2 separate regions of the Gossypium hirsutum genome follow, and region 2 is linked to region 1. Evidence: chromatin contacts called from public Hi-C data. All regions are on one chromosome and are shown on one strand. The core of a region is the stretch at or near the end of the contact, and the rest is flanking DNA. Distances in the headings are between cores, read along the strand shown.

The links. Hi-C and Micro-C count contacts between places; a contact is called where the count stands out from the background.
Region 2: a contact with region 1 is called in a Hi-C map of leaf, with 1.7 times the contacts expected there. The contact joins the promoter of LOC107963648 here to the promoter of LOC107963641 in region 1. A contact is called at or near these places in 2 of 34 Hi-C or Micro-C datasets (callus and leaf).

Annotation. Positions count from the first base shown.
Region 1 is chrA03:2,099,683-2,105,090 of Gossypium_hirsutum_v2.1, forward strand. It overlaps LOC107963641 (NADH dehydrogenase (ubiquinone) complex I, assembly factor 6), which reads right to left and starts at 2,214. Exons shown (of 2, transcript XM_016900065.2): 1 at 2,019-2,214; 2 at 513-1,661. The coding sequence starts at 1,626. The coding sequence ends at 721.
Region 2 is chrA03:2,354,659-2,360,066 of Gossypium_hirsutum_v2.1, forward strand. LOC107963648 (putative disease resistance protein RGA3) reads right to left here and starts at 3,237. Exons shown (of 4, transcript XM_041105472.1): 1 at 3,161-3,237; 2 at 1-2,737. The coding sequence starts at 2,722.

The DNA of each region.
Region 1 (5,408 bases), core at 964-3,463:
GACCAATGTCTACTAAGAGAGGCCGAAGGTGCAAAAACGTGGCTATAGCATTAACCTTAAAATTCAGGCCTCAAAGTAGATTGCCCCAACTTGGCCCAAGTGAAAATAAAAGAAGTTTTTTCTTTTTGCTGTTTGGGTCTTCATAAATTCATACACCTAACGCCCCCATCTGTCTTCCTTTTTGTTTTTGGATATTCTCACAAGCAAAATGTTCTTTTTTGAGATTAACAATGAATTGGCCTATCAATATGCACATCCACCCAAATTTTCGGCTGTGACAGCTTGCCTCTTAGTGCCTAACCGGTTAGGCCCTATTAGTCTTATCCAATTCGATTAAATAATAATTCATAATTCAATAATGATGATATTATAAAAATATAGGTTCAAATTATGTCAAACATACGGGCTAAATCCCAAACATAAACATTTCAGAAGGACCAAAACCATAATTTGATTTGTTGAAATGTCATCAACAAGAGTCAAACGAGGTTGCCCGGACAGGAAATTGTTGATTGTCTCAAAATAAAGCCATAATAAATTAGAAAGGATCACAAAGCTGTTGGCCACAATGATCATAGTTCAATGGTTAAGAAACACGTTTCATAAGGACACTCAATCCCCTTATTATGAAAGAGCAAATACAACAAAGCTCTTGTTTCTGGTTCGTTTAGCCGACTGCAAAAAGTTTTCCGGTCAGCAGAAATTGTAACGATATGTTATTTAGTATATCCCTCGCCATGAATACCACTTTAGTTTCAATTGGAACCACAATGGAGGTCTGCCTAGAACCCCTCTTGCTAACCTTGAATCAAATACATCAAACTGCACTTTGCTGAGGGAATCCAATAGAACTTGGGCAGGCACAGCCGGTAGAAGTGCTTTTCGTGCTTCAACCGGCACAGAGTTAGCTAATTCACGGGCTTTCACCAAATGGGCATTGGCTACTGATGCCATTTCAAAAACCGCGTCACATAAGCCCTCCCGAGAGTCCAGGCGGATCTCTGAGCGACCTCCTTCCTTAACTAGCAGCCCATGCTTGGCTGCCAATTTAGCTGGTATGTAAGAAAAGTGACGGTTGCGGCTAGCATGGTATGGCAGCGACTTAAGTAGCAAAAGGAGGCCACTTGCCTTACCGACATGCGATGCTGCATGGTCAACTGCAGTAGACTTGATACCACCAGCTTGAAGAGTCATGTATAGAAGAGTTGATGCAGTATCTTCTGCATATTTCTCTAACTCCTCGATACTCTCCGGTAGGTCAATAACGTCTCTATTTGCATCATTTATCCGAGCATCAACTACCCGTTTTAACCAAGCCTTGCTGATTTTACTTTCGGATATAACTGATGAGAGTGCCTGGGCTGTCGGGTGCTCGATCAGTTTATTAGCATAAATTTTGTCAATGGCTTCTTGCCACCAAAGAAGGCGCATGAGACCAATCTTGGGATCAGAAGCAACATCCATAGCTCTAGCAGTTTCGACATTGAAAGCACGGAGTGCAAATGCAGCCTTTCGCATATTAGCAGGAAGCTCAAGGAGGCATAGGTAGTGATGATAATCATAGCTCCGCACTTGCTGTACACAGTGGGAGAAAGCTGCCCTTAAGCTACTAGATGCACCCTTCATCAAGCCCCAATGTGACTCCTCCTGCAATGCAATTACTACATTGCCAATGAATATTTTCAACAGATAAAGCAAACCCAACAACAAACAGAGAAACAAGATCTCGGCATACAAATTTTGAGAAGGTTCTAATAAATACACTTACCAGCATCTACTAACACATGAGATGAAAAAAGAACCAATAGGAAAAATGGGGTTTCTGAATTTTAAACACACTCCAGCCAATAAATTTTAGTTCATGGACGATCATCATATACAGAGTAAATTCATTGAAAGCTAATAATTCACAGAGGTATTTCATCGAGCATGTTGAATGCATTATTAAAATCAAAACTACACGCTTTCATAATATGATCCTAGAACAAGACGTTAAAGAAAGGAAAAGGGTAACGTACCGAGAGTGATAAACAGCTTTTTAAAAATGGAAAATAGCAAAGGCAAAGGATGAGTGCAGCGAGCGAGCAAGCAAGCAATTGGCCGTGTGGAAGCCACGCGAAAGCAACAAATACGGCATAGACTTTCAAAGGTCGTTTTCTTCTTTTCCTTTTTTTTTTAATTTTTTTTACATTTTTGGGTTTGGCTTTTGACTTTTTTGGATTTGAGCCTATTGGAATAGGAAATAGGCTTGGGCTTTTTTTTTTCGGTTTTTGCCAAAAACAAAAAATTAATTCAATTAATTTTTAGGTAATCTACAAAAATAGTCACTTTTGTTTGCCTCAGATTACATTTTAGTCACTTATGTTTAAAATGTTACGTTTGAGTCACTTATGTTATTATTTTGTTACAAAGTGATCACTCTACCGTTAAGTTCCGTTATTTATCTCTCTAATGGTAATCGTAGGTGGCAGTACAACTAGATTTTAGGTGCCAACTTAGATTTCTAAATGGGATTAAAATAAATTCTTAATTAAAAAAACTTAATTAATTAAAATTTTCAAACCTAAACCTTAACTAAAAAAACTGTTCATCTCCTCTTTTTAAGTTTTCTTCTATCTCTTCTTTATTTTCTATGGGTTTTTTTTTTCATTTGACTAGAAAAGCTATTATTAAGATCAAAATAGTTGAGATGGAAGAAAAATTAAAAAGAGAATATGGACAATTTTTTTAGTTAAGGTTTAGGTTTAAAATTTTAATTAATTAAAATTTTTAATTAAAAATCTATTTTTATCCTATTTAGAAATCCAAGTTGGCACTTAAAATCTATTTGGACTGCCACGTAGGATTACCGTTAGAGAGATAACAGAACTTAACAGTAGAGTGATCACTTCGTAACAAAATAATAACATAAGTGACTAAAACGTAACATTTCAAACATAAGTGACTAAAATGTAACCTGAGGCAAACAAAAGTGACTATTTTTGTAGATTACCCTTAATTTTTTTACTACTAGTTCAACTGTTTCTCGGTCAACCGTAGTTCAATAAGGTTTGTAAGTCAAATGGTTTAATTCCTCTTTTTAAACTAAGCTATCTTTACAATTTTGATTTGGGTGTTTTAAGATTGTGTTGTATAGTCGAAGCATAATAAATCTTTTAAGAAAAGTGTCTTATACATTAAATTTTATTTTCATTACTTTACATTTTTTCCGAACATGAATTTGATTGTGTTGAGATATTGTGAAATAAAGTGAGGTAAGAACATTAAAGTTTATGTTTTGAGATACAATTCGATATCTAATTGACCACAGACATGGTTATTATATGAAAGAGGGAGCTATGATTTTTATATTCAGTCTATAATTTGTTTGGAGGTAGGATTGTTTATGGTTAGGTCAAATTTTTAATCGAGATCATTTATTGTATGAATACTTTATTAAGTTACTTATGTTGATAAGATTCGAAATATAAATCTTAAATTTTAAATGAATAAATTGTAAATGGTTAGCCTTAACCATTAAACCTCGTTCATATTACTTTTAAGCTATGAACAAAAATCAAGCAGCAACTTCTTGCTCTTTTGAAGCAAGCTCGTTTTGGATACGTTGAGAGGCAGCATCGGAACTTGGACAATTGCATGGTGTAGGATGCTCGACCTTTCGTCCTTTCTCAGAGAGTGCCGACATACTGGAACATCTCTGCCAACAGAACGATCGAATCCACCACCTGCATTTATCCAACACCGAACTCGCAAACATCTCCGCCAAATGTATTAATCCTAGGCCTTGCCTTTCTAATCCCTTCTCTATAGGCTCCCCTGGCTGCTAACTGAAACGTTAAGAAGCTTGAATCTACCTCGTGGTAAGAACTGTCTACTAGCACAGCTCGTACATCGACAACGGGGAAGCCGACGAGCATGTCAAAGTAAATTCGTCACTATCATGTCCGTAGTCCTAAAAAAGTTCACCCCTAGACGATCCATCTTATTCCCACCAGCAACACTGTCAAACAAGCATATAGCATAATCTGTCGAAAGAAATGGTTCTTATTTATACTCATTCTCGTAAGATAGAAGTGCCATCGGGATTTTATCCTATCCATAATCTTTTTGAGAGAAACGGTTCCTATTCATGCTTGTTCTCGCAAGATAGAAGTGTCGTTGGGATCGGATCTTACCTATAATCTGGAAAAAGAAATGGTTCCTATTCACACTCATTCTCACAAGATAGAAGTGTCGTCAGGACTGGATACTATCCATAATCCGTTGAAAAAATAGTTCCTATTCACACTTATTCTTGTAAGATAGAAGTGCCATCAAGAGTGAATCCAATCCGTAATCCTTCGAGAGAAAGGATTCCTATGCACACTTGTTCTCGCAAGTTAGATGTGCCGTGACTGGATTCTATCCATGATCCTTCAAAAGAAAGGTTTCTTATTCACACTCGTTCTCGCAAGATAGAAATGCCGTCAGGATCGGATCCTATCCATAATTCTCCAAGAGAAACGATTCCTAAGCACACTCGTTCTCGCAAAATAAAAGTGCCTTTAGGACTGAATCCTATCCATAACCGGCTGAATATCAAATCATAACTATAATCCGTATTTAGACATAATAATACTTCTTAATATTTTAGAAACTTATATTCATGATTCTAGCATGGCAAATGGTGATATTAAAAAACCTTGTCAACTTCATTGCTGTTTAGATTAAATTATCAATAAGTACCTTATCACTCAGATTTCTATAAATTATCAATAATTTATTACGATGTACTTATGCATTTACTATTAACTTATGAAATAATTTTAAGGATATATACTAAACTAACGACAAATGCGATATAAAATTTTATATTAATTTTCATTCAACGTGCATTTTAATATATCAATTTAGATTTTAAATAATTATATATATAAAAATTTAATTATAGATCAAATATATACTTAAACTTAATTTTATTTTCATATTTAAATGAATAAATTCATCAATTTATTTTATATTAATCAAATATATATATACACTTAATTTTGATTGGTTTAAATTGTTATGTATAGTTTCATTTCAACCATAATTGACAGTTTTGTGGGAAAAGTGATTTAAACCAAATCATTTATTTATATTTAATGCATTGTACTTGGTTGTGCATTAAATGCATTTTTCTAAATATAATTAAATTACGTGTAATTATGATACACTCACAAATTGAGTGAAAAGTTTATATAATAAATTTACAAAAAAGTTGATATAAAAATAAAATACGGTTTTAGTTTAAAAGGTCATGTTGAGATGATGAAAATTCTGATTTTTTCTATTTAAATTTTATAATTTTCGTGATGTGTATGAATTTTTTTTAATTTATCAAAATATATAAAAAAATATTGATACCCTAAAAAATTATTTGTTACTTT
Region 2 (5,408 bases), core at 1,987-4,486, 260 kb after region 1:
ATGTTGTAAACCCATCTCCTATCTTGCTTAATTTTTCACACGCCAAAATGCAAAGCTTTTTAAGAGATGAACACTGTCCCATTAGTGGAGCACTTCTTAAAGAACAACAATGAAAAATATGAAGCTCCTCTAAACAAGGAAACATGATCGTATTTGTTGTTTCCATTGTTGTCCATTCTTCTAGACTTCCCATTCCCACTAATGTCAATTTTTTCAATGCAGGAAATACTCTGATCACCTCATTCTTACTATCACTACTTTCATTGCAATAAAATTCGTTAGCCATGCATTTCACGTTTCCCAGATTTTCCAACTTAAGAAGTTGGAGATTGCGCAATTGGTCCAAAGGTGGTAGACTTTCACAGTTGATGCAATTGATAAGTTCCAACTCCATCAAATTGTTGAGCAACAATAAACCAGTATTAGAATCACCTACTGGTTTGAACATCCATGAGGGGAAGCTTTCGCCTCGATAATTTCGAACAATTAAGCTCTGCAAATTTGAGTGGGGTTGGAGGCCTTCTATCACTTCCTGACAGTTATTACTCCAGCTAAAATCAAATATCACCTTGCATAATTTTTCCTTGAGGTGCAGATATGCTCCATGAGCCTCTTGTTTGTCTCTAACATGTCGAAGGTCGCGTATCCTTAATTCTCCACGGAGTTCGTTTAAAGATCCTAGCTCCTTAACTCGATGTCCCTTTTCTGAACCCACAAAAAATATGGGCAATGTTTGCAGACAAGTTAGGTTTCCAATTAAGACCGGTTGAATAGGTTTTCTATCAAAATATAAGTGCTTCAAGTTTATCAAGTTTCTCAATCCATCCGGAATTGTGAGTCTCCGTAAACCCAAAAGCCTCAATGTTTGCAGATTGTAAAGTTTGGTTGTAGACTTGGGTAATTCTATGATAGAAGTCTTTGAGATGTCTAAATACCTCAGGTGCTTCAATTCTCCAAGGGAAGTTGGCAACTCGAGAATATTAGAACCGACAAACTTTAGGACTCTCAAACTTGTGAAGGTTATTGATAGTTTTTTGAACACATCAATCTCTGAAAACAACGAGTGTAATTTTGGAGCAGCCATTGTCAACATTCTTGGCAATAATTCCCCATCACATCCAACATTGAGATGACGAATATGGAAAAACTCATTTAGGGTAGAAGCGGAATTTTCTTGGAAAATCAAAGTATCAAACTTTGACACAGACAAAGCTAAATCATGCACCATGTCGTGCATCTTGAATGTGAGAATATTCCCGCATGTATCTTTCTCAACATCTTGAAATAAGGAAATTGATAACAATTCATTCAAGTATTTGTTACCAGTATCCATCATTTCCATAGAGCTACCAAGAAATCCTTCGGCCATCCATAGTTGGATCAGTTGCTCTTTTTCAAAGCAATAATCTTTAGGAAACATGGCACAATATGCAAAACACTTCTTCAAAGATGGAGAAGACAAATGATCGAAACTTAATTGTAACACACTTTCTATTGAACCCCATACATCACTGTTTTGAATTTTCAACCAAGTGCCTTGACTCATTTCAATGTTGCACATTATCCCTGCAATAACTTTAGCCACCAATGGCACACCTTGACACAGTTTAGCATTTTCCATTCCAATTAACTCTAATTCGTGAGACACTAGACAGCCTCTCGATGCACGTTCTTTAATTATGGACCAACATTCTTCATCTTTTAATCTTCCTGGTTGATGCCTTCGATTCGGAAGTGCTTGCATTGCTGATGCTACTACTTCGCTGCGCGTTGTAACAATAACTCTATTGCCCTCATTTTGATTAACTCCAATCAGACAATCCTTCAGTTCCTTCCATTTCGCAACATCCCACACATCATCAAGTACAAGAAGATACCTGATCTGATCCTTTTCTCCTTTGGCTCGTTCAATCTTCTCCTTGAGTTTCTTAATCATTGCACTCATATTTTGAGGAATTGAGATCTGATCGTCAGTAAAATGCTCTAACATCTCTTTTAAAATCCTCTTGACATCAAAATGATCAGAAACACACACCCAGAATTTGACATCAAAATGCCTTTTCACATTCAAATCATCATACACCAGCTTTGCTAAAGTAGTTTTGCCAAGACCTGCCATGCCTACTATTGGCACAACAGACACAATCTGTTCATCTTTGGGATTGACTAACAGGTCAACTACTTTTGAAACATCATGTTTCCTTCCGACAATGTTTGAGTCATCGGGATAGGAGATTGTCTCCACCTTTGGTCCTCCATATGCAGGAACTGGAGTTATACGATCTATAGCTCTCTGTTGAAGACCAAATTGATCGGCCAAGTTGTTAAGGTCATCCAGTGATTTAAGGATGTCCTTAATTTTATTAGCCATCTTGAGACGAAATAAAATGGAATTGTTAGAAGAAGGGAAGTCGAGTACCTTCCTCCAAATTTGGTTCCGAAGCTCCACTTTCCTTCGGAGAATTTCATAAGCAAACTCATCAAGCACATCATTGGCCTCGTAAGCAACATCTTTGAGCCTCGTCAACCAACGTTTCACTGCTTTCTCCTTTGTTTGACTTTCCATTGCATCTTGCAAGAAATCTTCGATCATTTCTAGTGAGTCACGCAATCTTTTCAGCTCCTTCTGGAAACCCCATGCAAGGCTGGTTTGTTCAGCAGCAATTGAAATCAGTTTAGACACCAGTTCTTCAAGGACAGCACCCAAAAGAGCTTCTGCCATCTTTGCTTCTGCAATCTGGAAGGTTTGAAAGAAAATCCCACACAAAACAAAGAAGATAAGAACAAATTTGTAAGTCTGGAAATTAAACAACGATTATATCATGTGTAAAGGATGATACTAAGTCTTGGAAATCAAATGGACTAATGAAACGAAGATGAGTTGCTTTTGGTAAAGGTCAATTGAATTGCGTCTTTTTTTTATGAAATATATGAAAAAGCAGGTAGGCAAGTGGGGTAGGCAAAAACAGCGTGCATTATTTTATGACTAGTTCAATTATTTTGGCATCGGATCCTTTTTTATTTTTTAATCAAATATGGCTCCTATTCCAAGCAATATATAAAAATTATGCTGCCACTATATAATCCAAGGCCGCTACAGAGAATCTAAATGTCTATAAAATGTGAATTGAACTGTAAAAATCAATTAAAATGTAGTTACCTCCCCTAGAAAGCTTCAAGCCGATGAAAGAAACTTGGAAATAAAGACAGATTTCTGGAATGTGAGACATCTTGCACCAACAGCTAGAGGGTCTGCTTGGCTCATCTTTCATTTGATCCCCATAACTGTAAATTTTGATCTTAATTAAATTGATAAAACATATTATTTACATTCATTTTATAATCTATATTTGAAGTTTATATATAATTATAATAATTAAATATCATTATTAAAAGAAGTTTATAACTTAATACACTATTTATGAAATTAAAATATGCCATAAATTTATATACTATTTATAAATTTAGAATTTAATTCTTATATTTTTATTTTTAGGAATTAGTCTTTTAATTTTTTAATTTTTTTAAAATTTAAATTAATTTTTTACAATGTTATATATATTTTTTAAATTTGTTTGTGTGACATGTTAAAATAAAATAAAATGATTAGTTGGTTGCCATGTAAGTATGAAAATTACGTTGCAATGAACCTAAATTTAATGAAATAATTTTAAAAATATTAAATGTTGGACATAAATTTTAAAACCTGAAATATAAAGAGACTAAATTCCTAAAAATAAAAATATAGGGATTAAATTCTAAATTTACAAAGAGTACAAAAACTTATCACATATTTTAATCTAATCAATATTGAGAAAATTAGGTGCATATGCCATTTCGAAAGAAAAATTAAGAGATTAGGCTACTTTTTTTTTAATTTAAGGAAATAAGTCGTTCTTCTAATATGTAGCTACCTTATAAGCATAAGATGTTGTTCGAAATTTACTTTGCACAAAATTTTTATTTTAAAAAATAAAAAAATTAAATATGAACCATTAATGGATCCCCAATAATTAGAAAATTTTAATTGATTTTCTAACCATGGGACCAATGGCTAAAAATTGAAAAAAAAAATCAAGCGGCCCCCAGACCCTACACGTATAATTTTTTTTTCATTCAATTTTATCCATCCATCTTTTCTCTCAATTTCAAACTATTTTTCTCTTAATTTTCTATCATAATATTTCAATTTTCTCTCAAAATTTTCTTCTCTCAATTTTCTATCTTAAGGGTTTATAATTTCTTGATTTTATTCGTTTTTCATTATCTCAAATATTTCAAGTAAAATAATATTTATTTTTAAATCTGTTCATTTTTTTCATTATCTCAATTTTCTATCTTAAGGGCATAATGACTTATCTGGTCCTCTAACTTTATAAAAAAAAAAAAAGAGTCATCTTAGCCTTTCACTTAATTTTTACATGTTTTAGCTCTAAAACTTGTATTGTTTGTCAAATCACCCCAAAATGGATGGAAAAATTAACATTAGTTAACTTTGCTTACATGACATTCACATGTACATGCCACGTTTACAATTAATTAATTCTTTAAAAATCAAAAATATTTTTTTATAATTTTTATACTCTTTAATAATTTTAATAATTTAAATAAATAATTAAAATTACTTTTTTATAAAATTAAAAAACCAAATAAACTATTACACCCAAAAATTAATATCAGACCAATGGGACAAAGTGAAGAGGACCATGATTAAATGTTGCAATTTCACTTTTAATGTCACTTATAAATTAACGATACAATTTAACTCATTTCAGCTTAGTTTGAATGAAAAAATGAAATTAGATTTTGATGTCCTCCAAAATATTAATTATTGAATTTAACCAATTTCACATAAAATGTCACTCTACATCTTTAAATATTATGTTAACTGTTAATATAAAATTCCTTACATCATCGATACATGCAAAGAAGTGTTTCTTAATAAATTTACAATTTAGTCTCTAATGATATCAAACATTTTCTGTTCAATCCTTTAGACATTAAAAAGAAACTAGCCAACCAATCATATCTTGTCACATGTCATACCATGACATCATTGTGACACCATCATTTAAAAAAAAACCTTAAAAATTTAAAATTTATAAAAAAAATATATAAAATATAAAAATACTAAATTTTATTATTTTAAAAATACTAAAAATATTAAATTTTTAGAATTTTATAAATTACATTTACTAAAACTTGAACAGGAAATCATTGTCTCTTGGAAGGATATCACTTACCGTAATTGTTTTATAATTTAATCAATCAGAATTTATATTTGGTAGATTTTTTACGTGATAAATTTGGATAATTTTTTTTTCAAATTATTTAAATAATGAAAAAGTATTATTTTAATTAAATAATCATTTAAATAATAAATATGATATTTTAAAAATTTTTTGAAT